Regions from separate parts of the Mus musculus genome. Here region 2 is linked to region 1. The links are chromatin contacts, called in public HiChIP or PLAC-seq maps. All regions are on one chromosome and are shown on one strand. Each heading gives the region's core, a stretch centred on a gene start, on an enhancer-like site or on the middle of the called end of the contact. The rest is flanking DNA. Distances are from core to core; before and after follow the strand shown.

Evidence for each region. HiChIP or PLAC-seq counts read pairs in DNA pulled down with a chosen protein or histone mark.
Region 2: a contact with region 1 is called in an H3K4me3 HiChIP or PLAC-seq map of craniofacial prominence, with 4 times the contacts expected there. The contact joins the promoter of Efcab6 here to the enhancer-like site in region 1. A contact is called at or near these places in 1 of 39 promoter capture datasets (pre-B cells), 2 of 115 datasets of contacts at active chromatin or transcription factors (craniofacial prominence and embryonic basal ganglia) and 3 of 9 other capture datasets (adipose tissue, embryonic stem cells and pancreatic islet).

Annotation. Positions count from the first base shown.
Region 1 is chr15:83,876,981-83,882,949 of GRCm38.p6, reverse strand. It overlaps Efcab6 (EF-hand calcium binding domain 6), which reads left to right. Exons shown (of 32, transcript NM_029946.4): 27 at 3,292-3,519. Among named protein-coding and RNA genes, the nearest start is that of Gm41372, 21 kb to the right of the region's middle. Within about 2 kb of position 2,924, at least 12 of the 459 cell types and tissues checked have an H3K27ac peak or open chromatin away from gene starts, as enhancers often do. A contact at or near this core is called in craniofacial prominence, where this site is marked.
Region 2 is chr15:84,062,788-84,068,756 of GRCm38.p6, reverse strand. It overlaps Efcab6 (EF-hand calcium binding domain 6), which reads left to right and starts at 3,408. Exons shown (of 32, transcript NM_029946.4): 1 at 3,408-3,495.

The sequences.
Region 1 (5,969 bases), core at 1,675-4,174:
GTGACAGGAAACTGATGAGGGAGGGTATGGGTGGGTGAGGCTCCAAGATGCCACAGACTGGAGGAGAAATGGAGACAAAGTACGCAGTTCCCCGGGGCAGTGCGGTAGCTCTGGTGTCCCCTGGGCCAGCAGGAGCCCTCAGCTGGAACAGGGTGGGTGAGGTCACAGAATGCAGGGCCCATTGTGAAGCTTGTCCTGGGGCTCATAAGGGTCTGGCCTTGATCAGGCCAATGCATCTGGCAAAGAGCCTGCTCAGAGGAGCATACCCGAACATGGGCTCCAGAGACTATCAGAGTGAGGTGAGACCAGGGCTTGAGCTGACGTGGATGGAAGTCAGCAAATAGTCGGCACAGGCGGCGGCTGCAGGCCTTGGGGGCTGAATGTAGAGCTCCCAGGAGCTGAGGCAGAAGCCATAGAGGGTCACGCTTTGATGCTCAGGGGGAAAGGGTCATCTTTGATGAAACTGATGAGCCTTGTTTGAGCTCCGCCCCTCACTGAAGCCGTCTACATAAGGCAGCCGCACTGCTGTCTATAGTGCTGTCTAGGCAAACAGGCCTCTTGATCAAAGGCTCCAATGGAAGGGGCTGATGCTCCGTCACCAGTGGGCAAAGCCAATGCCCGCCAACACAGGGTGGACGAGTCTCAGCCAAGCTCTGTGACTCTCACTAGGTCACAGGTACAGCCAGCTTCAGTCTCTTGTGGTCACGCCTTCTCTAAAAGTGTATGACAATGTATTTTTCACTTGACCTTAGCCAAAAGGCTGAGAAGTGATGACAGCGTCTATTTCGGTCATTGTTGTAATTGTCAAAATGTCTATTGATTCCCATCCCCATATATCTATCCAGTGAAGGTGTGTGTGGAGAGGAGGAGGGGAGGGAGAGAGGGAGACTGTGTGTACAACCTCAGCCATTATTCCTTAGGAGCCATCTACCTTGTTGGAGATAGGATCTCTCACTGGCCTGAGAATCCATTAGTCTATGGTATGCTATGCTGGCTGACCCATGAACCTCAGGGGTGCCCCTGTCCCCATTTCCCCCATTCTGGGATTGTAGGGGCACACCATCCTTCCCTCCTCTTAGGGTAAGACCTGAGGATCTAGTTCAGTTCCTTGTGTGCCTCTGTGGCAGGTACTTTACCCACTGAGCGGTCTCTCTGATCTCTCTCCCCAGGCCCCAGAGAGGGTTTATTTTTTTGGAACTTGAATGGGGCTTGTGGCTTGAATCCGACTCTCTCGATCAGGATCATGGCCTCGCTGTCCACTCATCCCAGTCGCAGTAAATGCGGATTTCTTTCAGGAAGCTCCGTTTCTCTCAGGATCTCTCACCCCTGGGTTCAGTAGCCTGTCATCGGAACGCTCCTCACTTGGGCTTGTAACTTGTCACAGCTAGTGCCTCTCAGGGGCAGGTATGGCTCTTGCAGTTTGCATTCAAATTGGACCACTTGCCTAAATCACTTGGAGACTTTTCTAGTCCACCTGTCTGTCTAACAGTGGCGATGTCTCCAGCGAGTTCTTCTCCATTTTCTTATCTCAAGAAGCAGGTTTTGTTAAAAATGGGTATAGTAGGTAAGGCATGGAGGTACAAATTTGCCACCCCATCCCAAAGAAGCTTGAGGCATGGGGATGCTGAGTGAGGCCAGCCTGGGCTACATAGATGGGTCACAAAATAAGGAAATGAAGCCTGACTATTTAAGACTGACAGAGGCCAATGTAGCTCAAGCCTGGAGACCCGAATTTAGTCACTGGGGCCCGTGTAAAGGTAGAAGGAGAGAAGCAACTGCCCAGAGTCATTGATTCACGACCATCACCTCACAGTTGGGTCAGTTTTATTCCCCGTCAGTAAAGGAGGAGACAGGCAACTCACGGGCAAGACTTTCTTGAAGGGCCTCCCAGCCCAGCAGAGGAGGAGTGCAGTAGAGGCTAGCCCCGGGCCTGCCTTTCTCTCATACTAAGCTCTCACAGTGTTTCAAGTGTGCTTTTGGGCTTGGAGGCAGGGCTCCGCCCTCTGCTCTGTGGGTGCTGACCGCCACCCCCCTACCCCACCCCACCCCCCGCCATGGAAGGGCAGGGGAGCTTGCATGCGGACGACTCTGGTACCTGTGGGTGATCGGGGCTGGGGTCCGAGTGGAGGTGCGTGGTCTGTGCTTCCTGAGACACTCCCAGCTGCTGTTGGGGTTTGCTAGTTTCATAAAAGGTGCCGCCCAGCAGCAACAAAGTGCAGACATCACTGCTGGGTTACTTAAAGTGTGGCCAAGTTGGAATACTAGTTGGGAGCATGCATTGTCAGTCTGCTGATAGCCTTGCACAGTACCGGTATCCACAGTAAGAGCCAGTGTCAAAGCAAGGATCGTGATAAGACCGTCATCAAGATACAGCAGGGCCAGGGCCAGGGTCAGGGCCAGCATTGGATTCTCTTGCCCTTTGGCTATCACTGGCCAGGTCTCCTTTGCCAGCAGAGCATCAACTTCTGCCTCCAGGCCTACCTAGCTTCAGGAGGTTTGGCACACTCAGCAAGGAGGTACTTGTCAAAGCTGTTTCCTTCCTTGCAGGAGGCTAAAACCTTTACTAACACACACTTTCACCTTTTGGGTCTCCCAAGCCTGGCTGAAGCATGGTGCCCAGTCTCCCCAGAGTCCTGACCTGCCCCGCCAGCCCCCCAAATAAAATGAGAGTCCCTGTCTATTTTCCCAGCCCCTTTGATGATATTTCGTGAGTGTCCATTTATCCAGTCCATTTATCCCCATAGTGAAGTGGTATACACTGAACGTAGGGTTCAGTCCTCCTGTGAGGGCCCCAACTGCAAGTCCTTCACTTGCTTATAATTATAATGAGCCTTTGCCTCCCGCCAGGAAATCCCTGATCCTGGCCCAGGTTGTACATCAATGCTAGGCTCCCCAGCACCCTGGACAGCTCCACTCACAGATGAGCTTTCTGGGCAGTCCTTTTGCTAACCTAATGTGGTTAGCATTTTACTAACCCAGCCAAGTCCCCCAGCCCTTGGATGTGTTAAACGAACCCAGAGAAACAGTCATCAAGAGGGAACAGGAGAGAGTTTATGGTGCATTCGCCCCCTTGGGCTTCTCAGCCCACCTTCCAAGGGCAGAGTGTCACCCTGGGGACCACTTTCCTGGCAAGTGAGCCTGGACTTCCACACAGCTGGACTGACCTGTTGTTAGAAATCATGACGCATCTGCTCTCCTCTCTTTCCCATTAAGCGTTGCCTCCCTGCACCCAGAGACAAGAGGCGTCCTCCTGTTCACCCAGCTGATCAGTTTTCATTCTGTTCTCTGCAGACTGCTGACGACTGGGCAGAGAACATGCCCAAGGCCCCGCCCCCCATGTCCCCCAAAGAAACAGCCCACAGAGACATCGTGGCACGAGTGCAGAAGGCAGTAGCGTCTCACTACCACACGATTGTCCAGGAGTTTGAGAACTTCGACACCCTGAAAAGCAACACGGTTTCCAGAGACGAGTTCAGGTCCATCTGCACCCGCCACATACAGATCCTGACAGACGAGCAGGTAAGAGTGCGGCCACTCACCCAAGCAGGTATCAGAGCAGACAGTCCTGCACTGCACTTATTTTTTTCTTAATGTTTAAGGTAATTTCCCCCTCCCCCTTTCTTTTCCTCCTTCTTTCTCTTCCTTCACCCTCCCCTTCCTCCTCCGTTCTCCTTCCTTTCTCCCTCATCCATAAGCTACCCCTAGATAGCCCTTAATAACCTGGAACTTGCTTTGTAGAGAAAACAGACCTTGGACTTGGGTTGATCTTCTTCTGCCTCCCCATTGCTGGGAGCACCTGTGTGAGCTTGCACGCCCTGCTGGGGTCTTAGTTTGTTGTAAACCATACTGAAACTCACAGAAGCCTCTGTTACTGTAACAACTGTGAACATTTCAGTCCCGGTGAGCTCTGTGTCCCTTTTGCTGTTAAAATGAATCCCAGCTCCCCAGTCTCCTGCATCTGCAATCATCTGGTACAGAAATGATTGACATCAATTTCCCTCTCTGGGTTGTATCCCGGGGCAGCATGCCATGCCAGTCATGTTGGCGATGGTTTCAAGAGCACTAAGTACCACTTAACCGCCATCTTGTTTCCACGACCTGGCTCACCCACATGATAAAAACTTACCTCACACACAGAGGAATCCAGGTCTCCAGAGCTCCGTGATCGGGGGAGGGGACACGGCTTGGACACCTGTGGGTACAGTCCACCCTCCAAGAGAGAGGGGGAGGGGGGTGCCGAGCTCCGTGATCGGGGGAGGGGACACGGCTTGGACACCTGTGGGTACAGTCCACCCTCCAAGAGAGAGGGGGAGGGGGGTGCCGAGCTCCGTGATCGGGGGGAGGGGACACGGCTTGGACACCTGTGGGTACAGTCCACCCTCCAAGAGAGAGGGGGAGGGGGGTGCCGAGGGGCGGGAGAACAGCGCCAGTGCTGAGTTTGCGCTGATGGGCTGTCAGGGCTCTGTGTGAAATGTGTTGCTAGCTATCTACCATCAGAGCTCGGTCTGCCTGGCTGTTGCTTCAGGTGACAGACCACAGCCTCTCCTTACAGGCAGGTCTGTGGAGTTAGGGAAAGTCTGCATTCAGCCTTATCGTGATGGAGGACCTCTCAGTACGTTGTGATTTCCACCCCTGCCCCAGAACAGACACCCCTAGCAAGTAAGAAAGATGCTTGCAGATAATAAAAATAACTCAGGGCTGTGCACCTGGGTAGCTTTGCACCTGACCAGCTGTGCACCTGGGTAGCTTTGCACCTGACCAGCTGTGCACCTGTCCAGCTATGTGACTCAGAAAAGTCGGTTGGCATCTCTGTATGCTTCCCACCGTGTTCCTGGCACCCTTCTTCTCTCCTTAGCCAGCTGCCTTCTCTGCCCCTGCCAGGACCCTGGCCCCTGCATTTCTTACTGCCTCCTACTCCTAGATTCTAAGCAGAAGGAGGCTTTCCCCAGCTCCACTTGGCCCTTCCAGCTCCCTCCATCCTCACAGTTCCCATATCCCTGGTTCCCTGACTCCAGCCTTGGCCTCTGAGCAGGTTTCTGGGTACATAGCCACCAACCTTGATGTGCGGCAAATGTACAGAGCCAGCAAGCCCACCTGTGCACACGTGCTAGGGTGGGGCTGCTGTCAACAGACAGATTTTTTTCCCCTGCCACTGTGACATAATACCTGACAAACGCAACTTGGGGGAGGAAGGGTTCCTTTTGGCTCATGGTTTGAAGATGAGGTCTGTCGTGGAGGGGAAACACGACAACAGAGGCTGGAGGCAGATGGCCACGTTGTATGCACAGCCAGAAAGCAGGGGGAGATGGCAGCTGGTCACTCACTACCTTTGATTCAGCTCGGGGCTGCAGCTCCTTGGATGGTCCTGCTTACACTTAGTTGTGTCTCCCACCTTAATTAGTCTCATCCAGAAAACTCCACACAAAAAAAATTAGAGAGGCTCATCTCCTGTGTGATTCTAGACCCTGCCAAGTTGACAAGTCAGGATTGATCATTCCAGCAGAGGAGGGACATGGAGGCCCGTGGAGCGTGGCTCATGAGGCAGTGCAGGCTCCTGCTTGTTGGGAAGGAGCCAGTGGGAGCTGAGAGGGCATGGCCTGGTATCCACAGGGGGCGTGGCCTCCCTGATAACAGGATGCAAGCCCATGGAAATAGAGCAGTGCAGACAAGGGTACCCCGAATCAGGAGCAGCAGGTTTTATTGACTCTTGCTGCCAGCAGCCTGAGGGTAAAGCAGCCCCACCCTGTCCCCAAAGGATCTGCTTTCCCAGAGAACGTTTAGACAGTAAGCATACTAAGCAAAACAGACAGTGCCTTATCCAGTGATGGTGCTATATGTTTCTTTAAGGGCAGGAAAAGGGCACAGACGGGGAATAGGAGGCAGGCTTGTTACCAGCAGGGCTGGGAAGGCTCTCTGAGAAGGTAGCTTTGAAATGAAGTCCTGACTAGTAGGTAGGGTTATCTGGGAGC
Region 2 (5,969 bases), core at 2,159-4,658, 190 kb before region 1:
TGAGGATGGAACCTAAGCTGCACATATCGGAGGGGAGCCCTGGCCTTCACTGCAGCTTTTCTGAGTCTTTTTCAGGGGTGTCACCAGAGGGCTTGGGCAGCAGATACACGTGGTGGATGGGAAAGTGTGGGCAGTAAGTTTCCTGGGAGGTGAGGGTTAGGAAACATAAAGCAGAGTAATGTGGAGGGGTGTGGGGGTGGGGGGTGGGGGGTGGGGAGTGAGGGAATACCTGGCGGGCCCCTGCCAAGGTGTCCCCACCCCCCGAGAAATCGCGTCATACGACAGGGACAGGCCTAGTACAAAAGGAGGTTTATTGTGGAAAGGGAGGGGAGCGGGTACCTGCAAAAGGGGTAGGGACTGAGAAAGGAGCGACAGAGGGGGACAGGAGAGAAAGAGGTCTGGAACACACGTGGGAGGGGGGGAGAGGAGAGGAGATGGAAGGAAGGAAGAGGAGGAGGAGGAAGAGGAGAGATGGTGTAGGGAGCAGTCCTCTTATATGTGGCCACACCTGGCAGCTACAGGGCAGGTAGTAATGGCGGTGGGCGGGTAGCTGTTGGGCGGAGCCTAGCTGGAGTTGTCTGTAAGCCAATAGTGAGCCCCTCAAGTTCCTGGTGTAGATGATGCTGTGGAGGATGGGGAAGGACACAAACACCGCAGTCCGGCTCCAGGCCCCACCCTTTTGAAAGTAGCCCTTTGCAGGGCGTCCTGCACTCCGAGGGAACCAGCAGGGTGCTTGGAAAGTTTTCCCAGAAGAAATGACAATCATTAAATTGTTGCCCTGGGGCCACTGTCTCTGATACAGAGCTTGCTCTGTCTGGACAGAGATCAAACCCACACTAATAGGTGTTATGATTTCATTGGGCAATAAACACGTAAGCTGAATTTAGCTTCTTGTGAAAAAAATAGTCAACTCTTCACACAGAAGTAAGAAATTGCCAGTGCAGGAAAATACTTTACAGAGTAAAGATTGGGGAAGTGGAGGGGGAAACACAAAAAATTAAACCAAACATGAGCAAATCTCCAGGTTTAGGTTTAACACGTCCCATCAGGGATGAGACCCTGCCCTCTGCTATGGATCTCGAAGCTGGAGCACATAGCAAGCAAAAGGCCAGTAGTGTACAAAGCTCAAAAGGGACCCTGCGTTTGCCCACGAAGGTCCAGGCTGTGGCCTGCTTGCCTCTTATTTGCAGACTAGCTTCTCCTCCCTAAAGACTTCTAGAAATTTCCAGGATGTGTGTGGATGTGTGTGTGTGTTAAGTGTTTATGAAAATAATACTTCCCAAAACAACAACATAAGAAGGCTTTTGCAAATCTGTTTATTAGCAGGCAGCTGGATTCTCTTATCTTCTTTGATCTTATCTCCAGCAGAGCTTCTTTTAGGTGAGAAGAATTGAAAAAAAAAAATCCAGTAATGTCTTAGCTCCACGAGGAAATAGTTTTGACTGAATGTCTTCTGAAAAGGCTACAAACACAAGCAAAGGTTTCTGAAAAGGCTAACACATAGCCCTCTGTGAAGGGACCCAGGACAACCAGTACAGGCGTTGGACTCTCTGAAAAGCAGTTCTCTTTTGGGACAAGAGAAGGTGTCAAAGAAATTATGAACATATGGCATGTTTGTCAGGGGTGTATGGATGCTATTTCCTAATGACGGGAGGCCTGGTCATTCAATTAGAGGGATAAATGTGTCAGCCTGGTAGTGGGCAGGAGAGATTGCTTTCTCCTTAAATAGGCCAGGGGCAGGGGCTACTTAGGGTCCAGTTGTGCAGCATAGGGCACAGTACTCATTAATTCACCTGCTGGCAAAGATATGTGCTGGGTATCTTACCCATGAGGCTGTGACTTCCTCTCCAAATAAGAAGTCAGGAAGTCTGTAAGTGGGGCCTGTGGACTCAGGTCTGTGGATTCTCGTTCTGGACCTGACTTGATCAGCTGTGAATCCTTGGACAAAATATCGTGTGTGTGTGTTTCCACTGGACCTATCTCATCAGCGTCCTGTGGAGCAGACTGAACTAGACATAAAGTACTTACACGGGTGTCTGTCTGTACTGGCTGGTTTTGTGTGCCAACTTGACACAAGCTGGAGTTATCACAGAGAAAGGAGCCTCCCTCGAGGAAATCCAGCTGTAAGGCATTTTCTCAATTATTGATCAAGGGTGGGAGGAGGGCCCATTGTGGGTGGTGCCATCCCTGGGTTCTGTAAGAAAGCAAGCTGAGCAGGCCAGGGGAGGCAAGTCTGTAAGCAGCATTCCTCCATGGCCTCTGCATCAGCTCCTGCCTCCAAGTTCCTGCCCAGTGTGAGTTCTTGATCTGACTTCCTTTGGTGATGAACAGCAATGTGGAAGTGTAAGCTGAATAAACTCTCTCTCTTCCCCATCTTGGACATGATGTTTTGTGTAGGAATACAAACTCTGACAGTGTCTTAAGAAGGGAACTCCACAGAGCCAGGGAGAAGGACCATTACTGATGACATCAGTACTGTCATCCCTCGTGATGACTAGGTCTAGGGTACTCTTGGTACTAATTTATTTGTGAGGGCCTTATGGTTGTATACCATGCCATGTACTGGCACAAGGTGGAGTCCAAAGATAGTGGTAGGCAAAGCAAGCAGGTCTTGTGTTTGTAGAGTCATGCCCTACAGTAGACAAATAGGCCTCTGCCAGACATGCTAATTCTAAGTTAATCTTGCTCACCAGACATCCAGCTAGCACTCAGAAAGTATGGCATGGGGAAGCTGGATTCATTATCCACAAGGGCTAGAGAGATGGTTCAGTGCTTCAGAGCACTTGCTGCTCCTGCAGAGGACCCAGCTTGATTCCCAGCACCCACATGGCAGCCCACAACCACCTGTAACTCTAGCGCCCTCACCTGGCCTCTGTGGGCATTGCATGCACACGGTACACATAACACACAGGCAGACACATACTCAAACACATAAATGTAATCTTTTGAGGGCAAAATTAAACATTACTTTCTTATTTTTAATTGCAACATAACTATTTTTGAGACGATAATGTATTTGAGTAAGTGCATATTCGCACACAGATTATATATGCATATGTAAATAGGCTTATATAATTCTGATGAATATAGCAATTATACAAGAAAAAGAACACAAGAATATTTTGCTATAAGAATGTAAAGATAAATAACTCTGCTTCTCAGAGGTGGGGCAGGTCCATGGGACACGGCTTCAATCACAAAGAAATCCAACATAATAACAATAAAAACAGAAAAGAGGGATACACCCCACACCTCTCCCAGGGACAGCATTTCCGGAGGAAGTCCTTCCTAGGCCCGAATCTTGTCTGGCTCCGCCTCCTTGGCCAATCGCAACTCCTCTACTTGTCGGGGGCGGGGATTTACCATCCACCTGGGACGTACCCTGGTTGCTGGGGCAACAGCGTCCTGAAGACTTGGCTCATGCCTGCTTCTGGGACCCAGCGGCCAGGTCTGCAGCAGGAGAGTTGGCGGCTGAGTTGGTGACCACCAAGCCGGGTAAGGAGGGGGAGCGCGCGGGGCCCGGAGGACCAGGGCAGTGCGGGGCTGTGAGGAGCGAAACGAGGGGCGCGGGGGAGCGCGCGGGCGGCGGGCCCCGCGGGAGGTTCGGTCTCCGATTTCTCCTGGCTTGCAGCGTTCCTTACCCTGCTCATTTGCGCCCCACCTAGATCCTGAACACAACGTTCTCTGCTTAGTCCTGAGGAGGACTTGGGTGAAAGACCTGTTAACCACACAAGTAGCAAGTAGCAAAGGCAGAACCGCCTCACTCTGCTTCCAGGCAAACGCTGCCTTCCACAGCCATGTTCTATATCAGTTAACCCCATTGCCCACATTCCATATGAAAGAAAGCACTTCGTGAAATGTTCTAAGCTTTCAGGCTGAAGGCTGGCCCCCCAGTTCACCCTTCCACTCCCTTTTCTTTCCCTCCTAAAAAAAAAAAAAAAGTTTTGTTTTATTTATTTTTAGAAGGTCTCACTATGTAGCCCTGGGTAGCCTAAAACTTGCTGTGTAGACCAGGCTGGCCTTAACCTCACAGAAATGACCTTCCTCCTCCTGAAAATATTTACTTTCCACAAGTCTGCCTCTTCCAAAGGGCTTCTATATCACCCTGGGGAAAACACCTATTTCTCTTAAATTGTATCTATCCTTGAATAGTGAACTTAGAGAAATACGGTAAATAAATCCTATCTTTACAAACCACACTTCATTTTGGTCTTTAATCCGTTGCCTTCAGTTCAATAAACATTTCTTTGCCTAAGCTCCAGGGAGTGGAAAACGAACCTGCCGTTGGCTCCTTGGGTGTATGTGAATGGGTGTTTTCTGTCCAGCCTATGAATGGGAGGAAAAAGAATTCACTGGAGTCATCTGTGTGTTGGCTTTATTTACGTTCATTTTCGTGCTTGGTTTAAGGTAGGAATTTTTTTTTTAATTTAGAAGAAATGCTTACTGAAGCTGGACATGGTGGTGTACACATGCAATCCCAGAATTTGAGAGACCGAGGCAGGAGGATCTCAAGTTATAGCCTGAGCTACCTGAAACCCTGTCTCAAAATGAAGAAACCCACAAAGCTTACCTTATATTTGTTATCTTGCATGCTAATTTTATTTGCACTTCTACTTTGTATTCTGTGTCCCCCACCCATTTCCAGCCATACAGAAGTTGAGCACCTATGCTGTGACCCTGACAGCTAATCAGCACCCCCAAATAGAACCAGTTCTGCAGACCTGTTCAGCCACTTGATGCTAATGAAGTAATTACTCTAATAAAGCTACCTCATTGGTCTGTAGCAAGCTCATAGAGCAAGGGTTCTCAACCCGGGGGTTGCATATCAGATACTCTGCATATAGATATTATCCAGGCTGGTTGTGGGTCAACTTGACACAAGTTAGAATCGTCAAGAGAGGAAGGTGCTTCAGTTGAGGAAAGGCCCCCATGACAGCTAGCTGTAGGGCATTTTCTTAATTTTCGATCAGAGGCAGGAAGGCTCAGCCCAGAGTGGGTGGGGCCATCTCTGGGCTGGTGGTCCTGGGTTCTATAAGGAAGCAATCTGAACAAGCCAGGAGAAGCAAGCCAGTAAGCAGCTGTCTTAGTTAGGGTTTAACTGCTGTGAACAGACACCATGACCAAAGCAAGTCTTATTTAGAAAACAACATTTAATTGGGGCTGGCTTACAGGTTCAGAGGTTCAGTCCATTATCATCAAGGTGAGAGCATGGCATCATCCAGGCTGTCATGGCACAGGCAGAGCTAAGATTTCTACATCTTCTTCCAAAGGCTGCTAGTAGAAGACTGACTTCCAGGCACCTAGGGTGAGAGTATTAAGCCCACACCCACAGTGACACACCTACTCCAACCAGGTCACACCTATTCCAACAAGGCCACACCTCCAAATGGTGCCACTCCCTGGTGCAAGAATATAAACCATCACAGCAGCACTCCTCCATGACTTTTACATAAACTCCTGCCTCCAGGTCCCTGCCCTGCTTGAGTTCCTGTCCTGACTTCCTTCTGTGGTGAAAGTATAAGCCAAATAAACCCTTTCCTCCCCAGCATGCTTTTTGGTTATGGTGTTTCATGGCAGCAATAGAAACCCTAAGATATTTACCTTATGACTCATAACAGTAGCAAAATTATAATTATGAAGTAGCAATGAAATAGTTTTTTTGGTTTGGGGTCACCACGACATGAGGGACTATATTAAAGGGTCACAGCATTAGGAAGGTTGAGAACCACTGTCATAGATGCTTAGAGTCACAGGGTGACTTCCTGATGGCTCCTCCCCCTGCCAGGACTGACAGGTAAGCCATAGACGGTAGATGATGTAACTGGGAGAAAAGACACCAACAGCCACCTTTTCCCTTAACATACTTCATGTAATTTCTTTTGTAAAGTATGCATGTATAAAAAAAACCTTTGAGCCGGGTGTGGTGGCACACGCCTTTAATTCCAACACTCGGGAGGCAGAGGCAGGTG